3 separate regions of the Rattus norvegicus genome follow, and all the other regions are linked to region 2. Evidence: chromatin contacts called from public Hi-C data. All regions are on one chromosome and are shown on one strand. The core of a region is the stretch at or near the end of the contact, and the rest is flanking DNA. Distances in the headings are between cores, read along the strand shown. Region 1 holds the start of Serpina11 (serpin family A member 11). Region 2 holds the start of Serpina3m (serpin family A member 3M). Region 3 holds the start of Serpina3n (serine (or cysteine) peptidase inhibitor, clade A, member 3N).

The links. Hi-C and Micro-C count contacts between places; a contact is called where the count stands out from the background.
Region 1: a contact with region 2 is called in a Hi-C map of liver, with 4 times the contacts expected there. The contact joins the promoter of Serpina11 here to the promoter of Serpina3m in region 2. A contact is called at or near these places in 2 of 12 Hi-C or Micro-C datasets (both in liver).
Region 3: a Hi-C map of liver shows a contact between it and region 2, with 5 times the contacts expected there. The contact joins the promoter of Serpina3n here to the promoter of Serpina3m in region 2. A contact is called at or near these places in 3 of 12 Hi-C or Micro-C datasets (kidney and liver).

What each region holds. Positions count from the first base shown.
Region 1 is chr6:128,675,076-128,679,443 of GRCr8, forward strand. It overlaps Serpina11 (serpin family A member 11), which reads right to left and starts at 2,379. Exons shown (of 5, transcript NM_001166352.1): 1 at 2,277-2,379.
Region 2 is chr6:128,834,639-128,838,882 of GRCr8, forward strand. Serpina3m (serpin family A member 3M) reads right to left here and starts at 2,201. Exons shown (of 5, transcript NM_001270982.1): 1 at 2,117-2,201; 2 at 1-225. The coding sequence starts at 208.
Region 3 is chr6:129,085,701-129,090,557 of GRCr8, forward strand. It overlaps Serpina3n (serine (or cysteine) peptidase inhibitor, clade A, member 3N), which reads left to right and starts at 2,692. Exons shown (of 5, transcript NM_031531.3): 1 at 2,692-2,782; 2 at 4,611-4,857. The coding sequence starts at 4,628.

The DNA.
Region 1 (4,368 bases), core at 1,129-3,628, 160 kb before region 2:
CTGCACCCTGAAGCGAGCATTAGCCTGGATCAATCAAGCCCACAGAGATGAAGGCAGCCTCTGAAGGAGGAGGAAGTACCAGGACAGAAGGTTCCTGGAAGGAGAACTGAAAGGGGGATGGGCTCTGTCTCCACACCTCTACTGCCTAAAAACCACCTACTGTGTGTAATGGTAAAAACGCCTGTGTGTAAGGATGCAGGGGCTTTGAAAACATCTGTTACTAATTGTGTTTTACCTACCACAAAATCATATGCCTAGCTTCCAGCACCTCGACCCTCATAATGGTGCTTTGCTTATAAATGGAAACATTACAGATATAATTATGTAAAATGGGACCATTAAAGTGGGGCCTGTATGACTAGTGCCCCTGAAAGAAGGGACTTTGGTTTCTGAGAAGTAGCCAGGGAGGATTGTGGGGAAGACACAGGCAGAGATGAGACCCTAGTGCAAACCAGACAATTCTGAAGGTTATAGCAACCAGGGGTCAGGGAAGGGCCTGGTATAGGTTCGTCTGCACCGTCTGCACAGCCATCACTTTGATTGTAGTCTTGAACTTCCAGTTTCCAGAAGTACAAGGCAAAGAGCATCTGTTTAAACCCCTGCTCCTGTGTGCAGAGACAGCCCCCTTCATGCAAATGTCAAGTGTCTTATATTTTAATTTAAGTTATGGGATGCGCCAGAATAGCCATTGGTTACCTTGGCAGGGTTCAAGGTGCTTTGAAAGGCGGGAGCAGAGTCATGAGTGCAACGGTGGGGGGCAGAGCCTTCAGTGTCCACAAAGCAGGGTTCACCCCACTTCCCTCCACTTCCTTCTTTTCTCTTACAGGTGTTCCCCATCCCTACAACACTGCAGAGGACTTACTGCCCTGGCCCCCTGCATCCCAGAGTCTTCTGGACCCTGATACCCTCCTGATCCCTTCAAACCAACCTCTCTACCTTTTAATTATACAGCGGCTACACGCTGGTTTTTCTAGTTTGTCCTGAAAGCATCCACAACGTGATCAACACCTTCTGTGCATTTTGCCCATGTGTTGGCCTTTGGCTCTGTGTGACCTGCTGGAGTGAAGGGAGGGGAGAGGCAGATGGAACTCTGCTCCCTGGTGCCCAACCAGATTACAGGCGCCACCTGCTGGCTAAAGTAAGGCTGGTATCAACTAAAGTCACATCCTCCCTCCAGCACCGGCTCCACGTAAGGGGCTTAAGGAGAGTTTTGTGTGCTTGAGACTTTCCTTACATTAAAAAAAAAAAAAGAGGAAGATGTTGAATAATTGGTCCGCCCTGGTAAAGTAAGGACAGAAAATGTGAGGGCGCTATTTGTGGTCATTGATCTTAGCACCCTTCCTGACCCCAAGGTGATTCGCAGAAGGATGTGTTTTCCAAGGAAGACTGAACTGTAGCTAGGGGATCCTGGCTTGAACTAGGACACTGCAGTTACTTGCTGTGTGAACTGTCTCTGCAATTCAGGGCCTCCTTCTGCAAAGTCCAAATGGCAATGCTACTACCCCTTCTCGGGATTTATGAAGTCCATCTTGCAGAGCACCAGCTCATGAGAAATACAGTCCAGAAGATTTTGTCCCGTTTCTACCGAGAATGGGTGCACTGGAAATTTAAGTGCGCTTAACTCTGCTCCCAGGCAGATTCTCAGAGAAAATGCAGAATCCTGTTCCTGAGTTATAACCTTCTTGTTTCTAAGTGTTTGTTTAAGTGCCGGGGACATCGGGCACATTGCATCATTGCTGCACACCGAGGTATTTACAAATGTGTGGGGAGGGCATAGGTGAGCATAGCATTCTGGGTAATCAATGATTATATTACTGCTGCTTCCTGCCTGCCACTCAAACATCTGGAAGCTATTGAAATGCCAAGAGTCACAGTCTTCCTCGTCTTTCTGTTTAAACAAATGCTCCTGAGACCCTCAAGTCACAGACACCCTTAGACCAGTTGTGTGCACAGGGAAATTAGAATTGGCGAGGCTCAGTGCCAGACCTGGGCTTCTGTGCAGAGGCTTGTTGCCATAACTGAGTTTCTGATAAAGTTGCTACTTAGCTTCTAGCTGGTTTTATGCTGGCAGTTCATAGGTCAAGATTCCTTATGGCTGAATTTTCCAGAGACGATTCCTGAAAACCTGAAGCTCTAGCTTCAAGATTCAGAAGCAGGACTTGCTGCCCCTGTTTCTACCTCTAAAGCTGGTGGTAGGTAGGATATATATTAAACAGACAGACAGACAGACAGACAGATAATGGCCCACCTTCATTTTGGGTACAGGGCATACTCACAGAGAAGCCACCCAGGTGGGCCCAGCTCCACAGTCTCGTACGGCCTCCTGCTCACAGGATCATAGTGTTTGAACACCACAGCAGCCTGGTCGATACTTGTCAGGTTGATTCCTGGAACTGACAGGAAGGCAAATAGGACAAATGGGACATTTTTTTCCAAGAGTGTGACCTGGCTGCTGGTCCCACAAACAAGCAAGCGACTTGTGTTTCACAGCCCCATTCTGTCTGCGGGTGTTGTGACATTGGTGGTGATGGGGTTTGGGGAGTGTTGGAGATGCTGACATGTGAATGGAGGCTTTGTAGGAGTCAGCAACCCTAGCTGTGAGACCTCGAGGAAAGTGTGGCCACCCATACTTCACAGAGAGAAGCATCATGCCAGGTGGCTTGCCTGCGAGTCACTCTGGGCTGTTGCCACCATGCCACCAAGCACCCCATCACTTTCCAGACACTTTTCATAAGTATAATCTGCGAGAGTGGAGAAGGTGCTGGAACGAAGGTTGGTGAGTGTTGAAAGACTAGGTAGTGGGCACTGGAGCTATGGTTCAGAGGTAGAAAGAAAGCACGAACTGCTTTATCAAAGGATCGGAGTTCTGTTCCCAGCACTCACATCTGCCTGTGACTCCAGCTCCAGGAGATCTGGCATCCTTCTCTGGACTCTCAGAGGACTTGTATTCACGTTAACACAGACACAAAAACACACACACACAGTCACAGCCACATACGTACACACATGTGTGTTCACACAGTCATATACATGTGCACACACATACATACACGTGTACACACTCAGACATTCAAACACATTTTCACATATACACACACATAGCCACATACATGTACACACATGTGTGTCCACATGCAGTCACATACATGTGCACACACATACACACGTGTGTGATCGAGCACACACATATGTACACATACATTCACACAGACTCTCCAACACATACTCACATACACACACATAGTCACACACATGTACGCACATGTGTGTCCATACACAGTCACATACATGTGCATACACACACACACACACACACCTACCTGATGCTAAGGTTTATTTTGTTTAAGAGACTGTTGCTCCCTGATGGGACAGAGGTGACTTTGTATTTTTGTTGGTGAGTGTCTGTGGGTGGGGGATGCTGCGTTCATGTGGAAGGCAGAGGGCAGACCCAGAGGAGTCATTCTTCAGAAGCTATCATCCACCTGATGATGAGGCAGGGTCTCACACTGGGCCCTGGGGTTCACGGATTGGACGATGCTGGCTGCCTATGGAGCCCCAGGGATCCACCCGTGTCTGCCTCCCCAATGAGATTGCAAGCCCATGTCACCACATCTAGCATTGTATGTGCATGCTGGGAATCTAAGACGTGTCCTCAGGTCACAGGGCCACACCCTACTAACTCAGCGACACTCTCCAGCCCCTTTGTAAGCCTTTTTTATCTCGATGAGAATAACTAATAACATTTTAACATTAGAAAGTAGAATTCTTAAATTCTACAAGCAAATATCATCAGCAAGGAGCATTTTAAAAGGATAAAGTGTTCAAGGAGCTTGCTCCGGTGGGAAGGAGGAGACTGTATTTCTCCCACACTCTCCTTGGTCCACTGGACACAGCTTCTCCCTGGAGCAGCATTTGGAAACAGCTGGTAACTTTTGGCTCTTCTCCTCATCTTGAATATCCCTCCAGAGCTTTTCTCTCGGGAGAGAGCTGGAGACGCACTCAAAACTGCTGCCACGCAGAACCTGCAAACAGCTGACTGGGTGAAGGCACTTGTATCAGGTCTGGTTACCTGGATTTTGAACAGGGAAACTGAGAATGGAAATTTACTATCTGTTGCTTTCCCATTGTGGCTGTATCAGGTGGAGCAGAAGACACACACGGTATGGGAGAGATGGAGTTAGCCCTGAATTGTGGGGAGGAGAGGCCAGGTGCCCATGCTCCCTCCCCTGGGACCAGGCACTGGTGTCCCCTCACTGGAGCTCCTTATGAGGATTCTGGTATTGTCCTCTTCAGCCAAGCCCAGGGACCACATGCTGTGACAGTAAAGCTGTGGTCCCTGCTACACCACCATGGGACCACTAGAAAGGC
Region 2 (4,244 bases), core at 951-3,450:
TTTTATCTGGATTCTTCAAAGCCAGCATCTTGTAAAGGCTGAAGGCAAAGTCAGTGTTGATGGACTCCAATGTGAGACTGTCCAGTTGTGTCCCCTTGTCTTGATCTTTATGGAGTAGAGTGTCATTTCCCAGTGTGCCATCTGGGAAGCCAAGGACAGCAGGGCAGATCCCAGCCATCAGGAGCCCCAAAGCTGCAATGAAGGCCATCTTCTCTGTCCTGAAGGCTTAAAAAAAACTTCGTTGAGCCTGGGAGGACCAGCTAGTGCTCTGATCATCTTCTAGTCCTCCCACCTAGTGGGTATTGTGCCCTGCTCTGCTGCCCTTCCTGCCTCTGTGACTGCCCACATGAAATGGTCTGGAGACTCAGATGGCATTACCACATCATGTGCTCCCTACTACCACAAAGGGTGTGCTATGCTGTAGCCAATTTTCATAGCGGAGAACCAAGATTCAGAGATTTGAAGTTACAGGTTATGGTGACAGAACAAGCCAGAATAGGAGCAGGGGATGGGCATGACCCCTGTCTGCACTTTGCACTTGAGCCACCTCCTTCGACAGAACTCAGGAACCTCAGAGCATTTTTTATCACAGGTCCTTTCTTAGCCCTTCAATGAAAAATCTGGGAAATCTTAAGTTCATTTTATGCTTGAAGTTAGGGTTAGGTAAGGGTTAGTTAAGAGGAAGCTGGAGAGATATTTGGTGTAGTGTGGAAATCCTGGACCCTTGAGGACCTGTAAATGGAAGGACACAAAGGGAAAGGCTCTCTCCACCCTGCAAGAGAACCACATGGTGCTTTGTACCTCAGATTTAGAAGGCCTGCTGGTGGGAAGAAGCAGCAGTGGTATCAGACTCTCCCACACCTGAACCAGATTTCATGTTGGCTGTCAGGACAGCTATGTGGTAGTTAGTAAATGGGTGTGTACAGCTCTCTGTACAGCTTGGTGAGGGGTCCAGGTTACATTAGTGGTAAGTGGCTAGCTTATTGTAGGCATTGGGAGTGGCTGTATGGAATGTCTAGGGATCCATGTCCTCTTTATACACCCAGAGCAGGGGGTCACTGATATTATAATGTACTTCAGTTGATAGCTTGCAATTATGGTAATCCTGAATATCTACCTTTAACCTCTGATCATGTGTTCAGGTGTGCAAAGGCGATGGCGGATGGTAAATAAATGAGAGAAAGAGGCAGCCATGGAGAGAGGAGAAAGGGAAGAGGATATTGGGGAGGGGAGAGAAGGAGAAGGAGAGAGGAGGGAGGGCAGAACAGAGATAAGAGAAGGGAGAGAGGGGAGAAAAGAACTTTGTAGAAAAGGAGAGAAATGGGAAAAGGAAGGTCAGGGAGATAGGAGGAGGGAGAGGGAGAGAAAGTTGAAGGAAGGGGCAGTGGAATAGGAGGAGGGAGAGAGAAATAAAATAGGAGGGAGTAAAAGGAAGAGGGAGCAAAGGAGGATGTGTTGGCACTAATCCACTTGTCCCCATTGCTGTGACATGCCTGAGGATGAGCCAGGGACCTTGGCCCCACTTACTCTGTGCTTTATTTTCAGACTGATGCAACCATTTCTTTGGAAAAACATTAAACAATATGTCGTGCCAAAATTATTTACAGAGATAAGAGGCTACTGGGTTTGTACAACAGGAGACTTGGTTCAGTGACTGACTCTTCTTTGCTTTCCTAGTTGAGTGTGAAGACCCTGTCCTTGCTATGGCATCTGGGATCTAGGCAGGAAGTGGGGTCCTAATCCCCCAGGCATCTCCTCTATTATGTGATCATGGCAAAGCTGCCACCTCCCCTAGAGTGACTCTGCAACAGTCCTGTGTCACCCTAGCAATGGCAGCAGCAGGCAAGCCAACAAGCTCTCAAAACTCCCTTTGGAGTCAGAGGAGCAGGGTCCGTTTACTCTTCATAAGCATAGACCACAACATCTGCATCTTCCATAGCCCAGAGAAACAGAGAGAAGATTTCATGAACCCCAGAAATGTTCCTTGATTCTAACCCAGTATCTCAACCAAAGCCCTTTCCCCATCCCCATAAACATAGGTTGCAGGCCATAGCCAGTACCACACAGGCCTGGGAATGTTCCTTCTGTTCCTCTAGGCAGTAATCCTGGGCATTACCTGAAGAGCTGACACCAGCCAGCTGCCAGCCTCTATGATTGCCGACTCCTGATGTTCAAGGTTTTCCCTTGCCTGGTGTGTTGTTATACCCAGCGCACAGTGATGCCTATTTATCCACACCAAGGGCTCCTCCCTCCTCTTAGGAAATGCTGGCATGGACAACCTGTGCTCTGTGTTCAGATTACCAATGGGCAGACGGGATGATTTCTGGTAACATGGATTCATAGCTTCTATCAGAACTATATCCTGATGTGAAAATTACCACTTTTGTTCTCCACAAGCCCACTGGATCTCCTAGTCACATCTTACATTTTTTAAGTAGTTCAAAGTCAGTGTGGAAAGGGGAAGAAGTCAGAAGCAAAAGAAAAGTACAGGACCTATGCCCTAACTGTCTCCAGGGAGGGCTGCAACTGACATTTGTTCTTGATTGTCTATGTCATTCCAAAGAGGAAAGATAAGAACTAACTAACTAAACAAACAACAAACAAACAAACAAACCAGTAGCACTCCTTTATAGAAATATTAAACAGGCTAAGAAGAAATTACAGAAACAACATTCTTCACAATAGAAACACATACAATAAAATATCTTTATTTAACTCCAACCAAGCCAGGAAATATCATGCAGGACAAGAACTTCAAGTCTTTGAAGAAAGAAATTGAGGTATATATCAGAATATGGTAAGATCTCCTATGCTCATGGATTGGTAGGATTAACCTAGTAAAAATGGCCATTTTACCAAAGGCTATCTACAGATTCAAAGCCATCTCTTTAAAATTCCAACACAACTCTTTACAGGCCTTGAAAAGCAGTTCTCCACTTCATGTGGAAAAAAACCAAACACCTAGTATAGCTATAAAGATCTTGTACAATAAAATAACTTCTGGAGTTACTACCATCCCTGATTTCAATTTAGAGGACAGATCAATTGTGATAAAACTCCATGGCATTGGCAAGAAGACAGACGTGTTGATCAGTGGAATTGTCTGATGATCTGGGATAACCCACAGAGCAAAGCAAATTTGATTTGAATCACAGTTTCAAAGTTCAGGATCTGCAGCAACTATGCTGTACTGACTCTATTTCCAATGTTTATGACTTCCTGGTGACCAGGTCCTGCCTCATTCTTTCCCTCTTCCAGGCCATGGGCTCTGTCACCCAGTGTCTTTTGCTGGATTGCTGACCCTACTCACATGTAACATTGTTGGAGCCCAAACTCCTGCAGATGCATGGACCCCATGGGTCAGAGCAGCTCCACTCTCCCTACCATTCCTACTCAGGGCAGAGTGATATCCTCTCTCTAAGTTCCTAGCTGAACAACCTCACACAAAACAATGACTACCGCCAATCAAAATGAAGAGGTAGGACCAAAGGATGAATAAACATACACCTGAACATAAAATGCCCAGGCAGTGTTCCCTTAGCTCCTGTTGGCAGGGGTTCCCTCTAGTGACAACAGGAACAAAGAGATTGTCACTCATACTCTTTGATTCCAGTGATGGTCCTCTGTCCTATATGCTGTTATCAATCCATTTAATGGAAGAGGAAACTGAAACACAGGGAAGCTTATTTATTTCCCCATGACCATACAGCTAGACACGATGCTTGTGGGATGCTCGCCCAAGTGTCTTGGTCAGACTTCCTGAATAGCAGTCCATGTTATCAAGCCCCTAGGTAACCTTGATCATTGTCACCATAACCACCTTGTTCATTGACCTATTGGCCATGATAGAGATGGCTGGGAAGAGAGGCTGAATGTCACCAGAATGGTCCATTCTATCTACTTGGTTATTGAACTCTTTCTCAGCTGAAGACACATTGGATGAGCACGTACGTGGCACACAAGTATCTTCACATCATTCTCCCATCTGGAGAGCTCTCCCCTCATACTTATTCACCAGATTTCTTTCTCATTAGATTTCTAAACATGCTCTTGGCAAAGTCGTTGATAACCTATTGGCAATATCCATGAATCAGTGAAGAATTGCACATCTGACCACGTATCTTTCAAAGCAAAATGCATAACCACGAGTACTGCCTGAGGTTCTACCAAACAAGAAGATGCCCCTGTGCTGCTGTCTTTGGGGTTTTCCCTAAAAGAGTTGCCATGCTCCACCTGTCAATGGC
Region 3 (4,857 bases), core at 1,442-3,941, 250 kb after region 2:
CACCCACTGTGGTCTCCAGCCAGCTATAAAGGCTTTCTACTGGCTTAATCCAGTGTCCAAGTAGTTTTCTCTGGTAGATACCCCACAATAGTAGTGTACCTCCCATCAACTACACTTCCTACCTCACTTCTATGAGCCTCTTAGCCTTAAGGCTGGTTACATACATGTCTAGAGCAGACTATGGGGTGGGCTCTGAGGGACCACAGTATTGTCTTGCCTGGTGTTTCCTTCAGAGAAGATCATTTCTGGTTTAGTGGATTGAAGTGGAAACTCTATATACAGTTTATGTCTCCTATAAAAGGGAGTTCAAGAGACCAGTGGGGATTGTTCTTTCAAATCCTGACTTAGGGTGAGACATGTGGATGGGGTCACAAGTTTAGTGTAGATTGCAGAACACATTTTGCAGTTTATATAAGATCTAAGAAACTGGAATTAATTCTTAATTACAGATAAAAACCATAACTTGCAAGGAATTAACACAGGACAAACAAGAACTTCTTATCTGTCTTAAGGGCAACCAGAAACTGTTAATCCCACCATCGGACAATAAAACCACTACTACAAATTAAAGCCAATTGAAAGAATTAGTAATGGCATAATAATTACACAGTGATCAAGAGGACAGACTTGGACCAGGTCCACATCTGGGTTCCCAGAAAATGGCTATGAGTCACATTTTGTAGCAGCTTAAAATGACAAAGTCCAAAGTTCACTGCATTTCCCATCAGATCAAATTAGGGGCAGTGGACATCCTGACACCTTCCCTGCCTGTAAACCTCCTGCCTACATCCAAAAAGGGCAAACATACACCCTGATACGTTTCCTGCCCACATGTGATCAAGCATATCCAGGGCAAGTGGGTCAAATAAACATAGGACAGACAAACAGGACTTTGTTCTGAGACAAGTGCTTGCAAACAGAACCATTAACCTGCAAGGTTCATTTTTCCCATTTTGGTCTCATATTAAATTACAAGGACTTAAGACAAAGAGAATCTTATTCTTTAACTGAAAACAAAAAGGTTAACCTACACAGGACAAACAGAAATGTATTCTTAACTCTCTTACCTAAACCTTAACCTATAATGTATATTATTCCTTGTTTGGTCTCAAACTACTAGGATCTCATAGTCCTCTCTTACCTCCTGACTGGAGTCTTGAGAAGAGGGGTTGTTTTGTTTCTAATAAATACTTCTTCTTTTTAAAGATTAATTTTTTATGTATATGAGTACACACACTGTCACTGTCTTCTGACACACCAGAAGAGGGCATCACATCCCATTACAGATGGTTACTAGCCACCATGTGCTTGCTGGGATTTGAACTCAGGATGTCTGGAAGAGCAGCCAGTGTTCTTAACCACTGAGCCATCTCTCTAGCCCCAAGAAGAGTTCTTGAATGCTGCTCCAAAGCAGCAGAGTGAGGGGTATCATTGTATAAGGTCATCTACATACTGGTTTAAGCTGCTGGGGGACAGGTTGGGAGAAAGGAGGTCAGTGGCCAGAGCCTGGTTGAAGTAATGGGAACTAAGACAGATCCCCTAGGGCAGATAGTCCAAGTAAGTTGAGGTGCTGTCATCTGGGTGTAAAGGGAAAAGGAGAGGAAGAGTGTGAGAAAGTCAAGTATGAGGGTTAGGCACTACTGGGGGATAGGCAGTTGCTGCACTGATGATGCTGAAGTTCTTAGCATGGGATAGGCAGGTGCTGTGCTGATGATACTGAGGTCCTGAGCATGGGATAGGAAGGATGCTGTGTTGATGATGCTGAGGTCCTGAGCATGGGCAGTAAAAGCCATCAGGCTTTGGGATGGGCAAGGCAGAGGTGATACAGGGCTAAAAGAGTATGCTGGAGAGCACCTTTATTAATCAGGTACTGTCTGCAAGGTTTTAAGTCTTGTGCAGAGTGATACATGAGTAAAAGTAGGGTCCTAGAGTAGAGTGTTAATGGGAGTGCTGATGAGAACCCTCTGAAAGAGAAAAGGTGTCCTGTACTTTGGGATCAATGAGGGTGTGCGGAAGAGAACACATTAAAGCATCAGTAGGAGTCAGTAGACAAAGAGGCTCTTCAGGGTTTAGGAGAAGAAGAATACTGGAAGGAGCTGGATGCATGTAAGAAGTGTAAGAGAAAAGAAAAGCATGACTGGCCATGATGTTCCTGCCCAACAGAGAGGTTTGGGAATGAGGCATAGAGGGAAGAGCAAGTCTCTATTTAGCATACAGTCATTCCTGACAGGACAGATATAGATGTAGACAGGTTCTGTCAGCACCACGTGTGTGTTTATTACCATGGACATTTCCATAGAGTAACTGGAAGGATGGGCGTAGAGAGTCGCTCTATTCCTTCCAAAATGACTTAGAGGCTCCAGGATGAATGTTAGCTGCAGCCCTCCCTAAAGACAAGTATAGCAGAGGTCCTACACTCTCCCTTTACTTCTGACTTCCCCCCACACACACTTTCCACATTGACTCTGAACCATTTGGTAAACCAAAGACATGCCCAGGAGATCGGTAGGCTTGTGTAGAGCAGAGATGGGAATTTTCCCATCAGAAAGTAGGGACTATGAGTCCATGTTCCCAGAAATCATCCCGTCTGCCCATTTCCAGTCTAAACACAGAGCACAGCTTGTCCATGCCAGCATTTCCTAAGAGGAGGGAGGAGCCCTTGGTGGGGTTAAATAGGCATCCCTGTGCACTGGGGATAACAACACACCAGGGAAGTGGCAACCCTGAACATCAGGAGTCAGCAATCACAGAGGCTGGCAGCTGGCTGGTATCGGCTCTGCAGGTAATGCCCACGATTCCTGCCTCCTGGAGCAGAAGGAACCTTCCCAGGCCTGTGTGGTACTGGCTATGGTCTGCAACCTATGTTTGTGGGGGTGGAGCAAGAGCTTTGGCTGAGATACTAGGTTAGAAGCAGGGAACATTTCTGGGGTTCATGAAATTTCCTCTCTGGTTTGTTGCTCTTGCCTATGGAAGATGCAGATGCTGTGGTCTGTGCTCATGGAGAGTAAATGGAGCCTGCACCTCTGACTCCACAGGTGGAGTTTTGAGAGCTTGCTAGCTTGCCTACTGCTGCCATTGCTAGGGTGACACAGGACTGTTGCAGAGTCACGCCGGGGGAGGTGGCAGCTCTGCTGTGATCACATCACAGAAGACATGCCTGGGGAGTGGGATCCCACTTCCCTCCTAGATCCCAGATGCCATGGTCACGCTCAGGGGCTTCACCCTCAACAGGGGAAGCAAAGAAGGCTCATGCACTGAGTCACGTCTCCTGCTGTACAAACCCAGCAGCCTCTTTACTCCGGAAATAATTTTGGCACAAAATGTTGTTTAGTACTTTTCCAAAGAAATGTTTGCATGAGTCTGAAAGCAAAACCAGCCAAGTTGCTGAGGTCCCTGGCTCGTCTGCAGGCATGTCACGGCTATTTGCACGAGTGGCTTAGCACCAGCACACCCTCCTCTTGTAAATCCTTCTTCTCTCCACTCCATCTTCCCTTAGCTCCATCCTCCTCTCCCTGATCCCCTTCCTCCTATCTCCCCACCCCACTTTCTTCCACTTTATCACTCCCTTCCTTCTCCAAATGCCTGTTCTCCCCTTTCTCTTCTTCCTCTGCCTCCTGTTCATTTACTGTTCACCTTCACCTTTGGACATCTGTACAAGTGGCCAGAGGCTAAAGGTACACAATCTTGTTTACCAGGATCGTAATAGCCCATTACGATGCCTGTGACCCCCACATCAGGTGTATAGAAAGGAGATGGACCCCTACACATTCCCTACAACCACCCAATGCCCACAATAAGCCAACCACTTACCCATAATGTAACCTGGACCCCTCACCAAGCTACACAGAGAGGTCCACCCATTTGCTTGCTATCACACAGACATCCTGACAGCCAACATGAAATCTGGTCCAGGTGTGAGAAATTGATACCTGTCCTTCTTCCCACCAGAAGGCCTTCCAAGCCTGAGGTATAAAGCACCATGTGGTGGCCTGGTATGGCTGAGAGAACCTTCCCCTACTAATCCTACTGATACCCATTCACACTACACTGGATATCTCCAGTGTTTCTACTCAATTGGCATCCACACTCGCAGAAATGTACCCTGATTCAGGCCATGGTTTTGAGATTTTTGCAGACTTGTCAACAAAAGGCTAAGACAGACCCTGTGCTAATTACTGCTCCAAGGCTCTTGAGGTCTGCCTATAGGGAACAAGTAGGCAGGAACTTGGAGGAAGGCAACAACTACAAAGGAAGAGGAGTCCCTGCCTTCTAATGGGTCTGTGTGCCATGAGAGAAAGAGAGAATATTCTGAGTAGACAGGGCTTACACCCATCCCCCACTCCTATTTTGCCTTGCTCTTTGACCCGGGCATATCCCTTTAACTCTCTCAGTATTTGATTCTCTGTTAGGAAAATTGGCTACTGCGACAGTACTTCCTCCATGGTTATAGGGAACACATGACGTAGTACGAACATATGAGCACCTCCCATGGACAGTCACAGTGGCAGCAAGGGCAGCAAAGCATGGCACGATGCTGGCCCAGTGGGAGAACTGGAAGATGGTCAGAGCACCAGCTGATGCTTCCTGACTCAAAGGGTGTTTTCTTTCAGCCTGAAGACTGGAGAAGATGACCCGCCTTGTGACTCTGGAGCTCTTGATGGCTGGGATCGGCTCTGCTCTCCTCTGCTTCCCAGATTGCATACTGGGAGAGGACACTCTATTCCATGAAGACCAAGACAAGGGGACACAACTGGACAGTCTCACATTGGCCTCCATCAATACTGACTTTGCCTTCAGCCTCTACAAGAAGCTGGCTTTGAGGAATCCAGATAAAAATGTTGTCTTCTCCCCACTTAG